2 separate regions of the Danio rerio genome follow, and region 1 is linked to region 2. A link is a contact called in public Micro-C data. All regions are on one chromosome and are shown on one strand. The core of a region is the stretch at or near the end of the contact, and the rest is flanking DNA. Distances in the headings are between cores, read along the strand shown. Region 1 has its middle 26 kb from the start of si:ch73-74h11.1. Region 2 holds the start of calm1b (calmodulin 1b).

Region 1 (3,024 bases), core at 292-2,791, 210 kb after region 2:
GATATAGGGTATTATTTTTTACAGTGGCATGTCTTGAAGAATTCCTTTTTGGTCTCCTCATTAACACCATAATCAGTTTATGTGCATCCAAACTCGGCCATGGAGGAGCGATGTCCTACAGAGTTTACTTCCAACCTGCTTTACCACACCTGCCAGGAAGTTTCTAGTGGCTGTTTCTCAATATGCGTTCTTCAGCGGTCTTGCGTACTCGTGTTCTCGTGCAACGTCATCATCAGCTGCCCAAGTTCAGTTCCAATACTCAAGACCGCAAGTACGGAGGACGCGTGAAACTTCCCGGATGTGATCTTGATATCGAGGACGCACTGATGCAGACTTGAGCACCGAACTCGCACTGGAAGTCCCAGAAGTCATTGCGACTGGAGATGGGAAGCGCAGCATTTTATTTAGATTTATTATTAAAGTTCAGAGATATCACTTATTTACCTCAGGAGTTTCCCTAAATGACACCGTGAAAGTAAACATTACCATGGACATCTTAATAAAGAAATAAAAACATTAAGGATGTTTGTTTGCTGAAATTCGTATTAAAATCTGTTTTATTTATATTGTGCAACATATATTTATAATGTTTTATGCAATTTTGAAAAGGGGAAAAACAATAAATCGTTGTATGAAGGCTGTAATGTTTAAATAATTTACCATTTAAAACACGTGAAGGTCACGTGACCATCAGGAAGAACGCAGCATCTCAATTCTCAAAGGACGCGTTCTCTGCCCTCGCGGTCTCCTGAGTTCGTTCTTCCGAGGACACCTGGCAAGACCGGTCTTCACAAGAACGCAAGTCCGTTCTCTGCGTTCTTGGAATTAAGAAACAGCCAGAGTCTAGTAAGAGCTTGATTAGTTGGTTCAGGTGTGCTTTATGGTTGGAGCTAAACTCTCCAGGACACAGGCCCTCCAGGACAGAGTTTGGACACCCTTGCTCTAGAATGACTTAGATGTTCCAATAAGAGAAGACTGGATAAAGCAATTCACTAGAATAAATATGACTTTTTTTATTTGTATTGTATTTCATATAAGATTGAGTGCCTGTGGATGGTTGGATAAAGTCTTAAAAAGTATTTTTTCTATTTAGGGCTGGTTATAACTTTTTAAATTAAGCTAGGTTAGAAAATCATTGACTGCTATAGTTTGAATTCAAAAAAACAAGACAACCACTTGGCTTACTGCTAGTTGGTCAAACCTCTTAAGACAGATTTTTTAAATGCTTAGTTCTTGACCCCAAAATGAGACCTGATCAGATATGCTTGAACATGATTTCTAAAGATTTCAAATTCAGACATGCTGAGATCATTGTCTTCATCCGTCATGCAAGGCATGGGAAATTGATGCTTCGTAGGCTTAAAAGTCTTAAATCATATAAGCGATAGTCATATATTTTCTGAAAATTGTCATTGTCATTCTTTAGCTCATAGCCTGGGGCATAAGGACTCGTGTTAAAAAACGGGTTTATGACTGCATTTGAAAACTACTGGTAAGGCAGGTTTCAGCAGGTATAGCGTCAAATAAAATGAGCTTTTTTTGAAACCGCTTCTCAGGGTTAACGAGAAAGCTGCCGGGCTAAATAACACATCACTCACAGCAGTAACAAATGGAAAACACATCTCCGCACAACTTGAGCAAGAAAGGAGTTTATTCAAGATTTTTGTCCCAAAGTAATCAACATAATATTTTCATTGATTCATGCAGAAAAAACCCCACTGGATAATCATCAATATTGATTGAATTTAGTCAGTAAAAAACAGAAACATTCAATGTTCATTGTTCTGATTGGCCTGCTTTTCACACTCACAGGATTTTTATGACAATGAGGAAGCAATGGTGTTTTGGCTCTCAATATGTAATTTCCATGAACTGAACTCTTATTTTTTTAGCTATGCCAAGATATATCCAGATATTCATTCTACAGCACCTTTAATGTTTTAAGGTAAATATAGAGAAATAAAAATAACTATGATAACAGCAGAAAAAGATCACATTACATCACAAGTCCAAATCAAACACCTGAAAAAAAAAAACAGTTTTTGTTAAGGATTTTTTTTTCTTTAGTTTTTTTTTTCCATTCTCCATCTGTAACATGTACTCACACATAAAAAATGTCCTTTACTATTCCTTAAACGATTCCTCCACCAGCTGTCAAAAAATCTGGTCACATGTATGGCTGTTAATCTGAATGATGATCAACCTCAGCTCTAAATGCTCCAGATGGTGTTGACATAAACAACTGAAGAGATGACCTTTTAATAAGGACGTTATGATTGTCCCTCCAGACATTTATCAACACTCTCTTCAGTTGGATTTTCACATTGTGCTTCCTGAACTTGTTCATTCCCGACCGTTTCTTGCGTTCTTAGCCTTTTGCTTCAGGGTTATTTTTTATTGTTCAAGTGATCATATCTGTTTGTACATTTTTAAAGCTTCCATTGCTTTTGAATCACTTCTCTTGTCAATCATTGACTTCTTTCGACAGATAAATCACTCAAAACCCTTTTACTCACAGCTGTCTTCATCCATCCATCAACCAAAATTAATATATTTTTTTAAAGACAGCAACAGTCACTTTTGCAGTTACTGACTCACAAAACGTACGCTCATTGATTTTAGCATGTAAATTAGCATGAAAATATGTTCTGTGTAAAGATACTGGATGAAAATTAGGAGTTGTTACTCCGTGTGAACACTGCTGCAAATCGTCACCTTGGAATAAGGTTCTATCTGCATTCTGAATGATTTTGAAATATTGAGCTTTCGAAGTTTTTGCATTCCATAGCAAACAGTATGTGTGTAACATTTTTTTTTTTTAAATAAAAAGTCATAAAATGTCAACCATTTTTAAAAAACATCCCATCATGTAAATAAGTTGACATTTAATAAGAATATGTCAATAACTCTATTTTGACAAAAATGTCAGATAGAACCTTATAATTCTAAGGAAAACATGTCTAATATCACTGTAAACCCAGGCCTGTAGCCAGCCTGGTGAAAGGGATGGTTCTTTTTTTCCCA
Region 2 (3,149 bases), core at 376-2,875:
TACTGTCATCATGAAAAAGATAAAATAAATCAGTTATTAGAAATGAGTTAGTAAAACAATTATGTTAAAAATGTGTTGAAAAAGTCTTCTCTCTCTTAAACAGAAATTGGGGAAAAAATAAACAGGGGGACTAATAATTCTGACTTTAACTTAATAAATAGTATATATATATATATATATATATATATATATATATATATATATATATATATATATAAAAGCTCCAGTGATGGGTTGCAGCTGCAAGGGCATCCACTGTGTAAAACATATGCTGAATTATAAGCTGGCGGTTCATTCTGTTGTGGCGAACCCTGATGAATAAAAGGACTAAGCCGAAGGAAAATTAATGATTTTTTTTTTTTATTTCTATGGATGTTATTTGTTATATTTCGAATTTTATTTATGAGGTTGATTTACTTATGAGTCTCACATTAACCTATAGAAAGTAGAAATGCATTTCCTCTATTTTATACAGAATGTATATAGTGTATATGTAGGCAAATACCAGTGAAATCTGCTTGAATAAATAAATGTAAAAAAAAAAAAAAAATTAAAAGTTTTCATAAGATCTCTGTTAGGATATCTTCTCAAACACTGTTGCCTGGTGCATTGCAGGTCCAGGGCGGCCAATAAAGCCCCCCTCAACACTGTGTATAATATTGCAGGTCCGCGTCCACCAATCAGCAACTCCGTAACAAACCGACACGGTGAATTCTCAAGCGTAGGGAAATCTACGTGTCCTTCCGCCTGGAGAAAATAGTCCTACACATGAGTTTATCGAAGAGCCAGACCTTCGGAGAAACAGTATAAAAATACAGTTTATTAAATAGTTAATATTAAATTACGCACTAATTGAAATTATATGTTAAAAAGCACAGAGTAAATATGCTATTCTTTAGTCTATCATCTATTTGTTGCAACAGTTTTGTAAAAAATAAAAAAGTTACACTATAATTCACCTCTCCCAATGACATTTTATAAGATTAATAATCATTTAAAATAATAAAACTGTATATTTATAGCCCAGTAAATGTATAAATAAAATGAAATATAATTAATATGTTATACTTTGTACTTATTTTTTAAATAAAATTATTTCATTTTACTCTTTTGTGTAATTGAATGCTAACTTGTTTACAAGTTTACCCAGTCAGGTCTGGCTAAAATGACCTTTATAAAATATTTTCAAACACTTTTTTCAGAGCCCTTTGTATGAAAATGACTGTGTCGCGTGTGGTGGCCGTTGCCAAACATAAGTGCACTTATTAGTAGTCATACATGAGTAAATAAACATACATGACCACAGTACACCCCAAAATAAGAAAGTTCAAGTCAGTCAGTTTGCTTTAAGTTACTCACATCTTCTAATCCTTTAAAAGGGCAAGCAGAGAACTTGTAAATGTGAACAGCTGTGCACTTGCTCCATCATCTTCATCCTCCGGACGCGTCAATGTTTTAGCAGGACGCACGGCCAGTGCGTTTTCTGCGTTCTGCATCGGCGTCCCTGCGCTGTAACACCGCCTGTGATTGGCCGAGGGAGTCAGGAAGTGCGCGGCGGATGAATACATGCGCGCTTCTTCTCATCGAGTCCACAGCCAGAGCCGCGCCAGAGCCCGCGCATCCCGGAGAGACTCGCGTTCAGTCCGGTCTGGAGATTATCATCAGCACCCGCGCGCCCTACAAACATGGTACGTATCCGTCTTTTACATCACACTCTGTTTAACGCAGTACTGTAGACTAAAGAGTCGGTTAACGTGCAGGACGAGTGTCTGAAATGGCATTTAATAATAATTATAATAATAAGCATTAATAGTATTATTAATAATAAACATTCGTTTGTTGATGTAACTTTCCCATATAATTGTTTACAATGTATGATAAACACAGCGCTTTATTAAAGCACCTGCTGTTGAGGTGTAGTTCAGTGATGCAACAGTCTGAATCTACAACTGCGCAACTGTTACATCCCTTTTCTATCGTAGACACATACATACGGGTTACACAGCTTTAGATAGATGAGAAATCCTCTATATATATGATAATAATTATTATATTGTGTCCTAGAACGAAAATGAAGTTTAATATACATCACCATTAGATTACACGGTAACCCCTGTACCTGTCATATTTGAATCAGACAGACATGTCATGTGTAAGTGTTTATTTGGGTTAAGGTTCATCATCAGGGTTGACACGTCATGCTCATGTTTGCTGAAATATGACGGATGGGACATGATGGAGATGGCTGTTAGATGTGTCTCAGATGAGGATGTGGCTCCGTCAGCCTCTGTTGCATCATCCATCTCCTCTCAAAGACTGAATTACAGCAGCAGGGCCGGTGTTTGCCATGAAAAGCCCTTTACAGGCATTTAAAGGCCTCGCTGATCTGACAGGCGCTGGTGTTTTGAGCAAACCACCACCACACTGTTGCATGGACTAAAAGGGTGTAGCTGGTGCTCAGTTTCCTGTATTTTCTCTCTAGTCACTGTAGCTTATGCAAATAAAAGGTGTGTCTTTTGTGAAATGTCTGCCGCCTGGTTTGTTGAATCTGAGAAGTGTTGTTCGACATTTGGTGTGATGTGTGTAGTTGCGCATCCTAGTAAAACAGAACCTGTTGGAGTTTTTTCTTAAAGATGCTTCTAAACAAGAGACTTAAAAGCCTCTCAGGTTTCTTTACAGATTAAGACGACTCTAGATGTCTCCTATGTCCTGTCAGGAAGAACAACTCAGGAAGTTTCACATCAAATTCGTCCAAGATCTTAGTTCTTTTGTGCGTTTATTGTAAAGATTTACACTCATATTCTGTATGTCAACGGTTAAACTACCACATAAATTACCACATCATCTACTTAGCCTTTCCTAGTTTTGGCCGAAAGGGCATCCGCTGCATAAAACATATGCTGAAATAGTTGGAGGTTCATTCCACTGTGGAGGCCTCTGATAAATCAGGGACCAAGTCAAAGGAAAATAAAGGAATTATTTTACTCATCTTCTCAACCCATCTTCAGAGTATATTTGATATTTTTCCATCAGACAAATACGGTCAGAGTAGTTTTACATTTTATACTGACTTCTCTTAAATGATGTATAAAGGCGTTGGATAGTCGCCATGTTTGGGATGTCATGAACATCCCAAATGCACATAAATC

What was found. A called contact is a pair of places that touch in the nucleus more often than the background predicts.
Region 1: a Micro-C map of caudal fin shows a contact between it and region 2, with 6 times the contacts expected there. The contact joins the enhancer-like site here to the promoter of calm1b in region 2. A contact is called at or near these places in 2 of 18 Hi-C or Micro-C datasets (caudal fin and an unstated tissue).

The regions. Positions count from the first base shown.
Region 1 is chr20:18,174,795-18,177,818 of GRCz12tu, forward strand. No RefSeq gene overlaps it. Among named protein-coding and RNA genes, the nearest start is that of si:ch73-74h11.1, 26 kb to the right of the region's middle. Within about 2 kb of position 1,542, at least 3 of the 62 cell types and tissues checked have an H3K27ac peak or open chromatin away from gene starts, as enhancers often do. A contact at or near this core is called in caudal fin, where this site is marked.
Region 2 is chr20:17,961,448-17,964,596 of GRCz12tu, forward strand. It overlaps calm1b (calmodulin 1b), which reads left to right and starts at 1,626. Exons shown (of 6, transcript NM_200082.1): 1 at 1,626-1,688. The coding sequence starts at 1,686.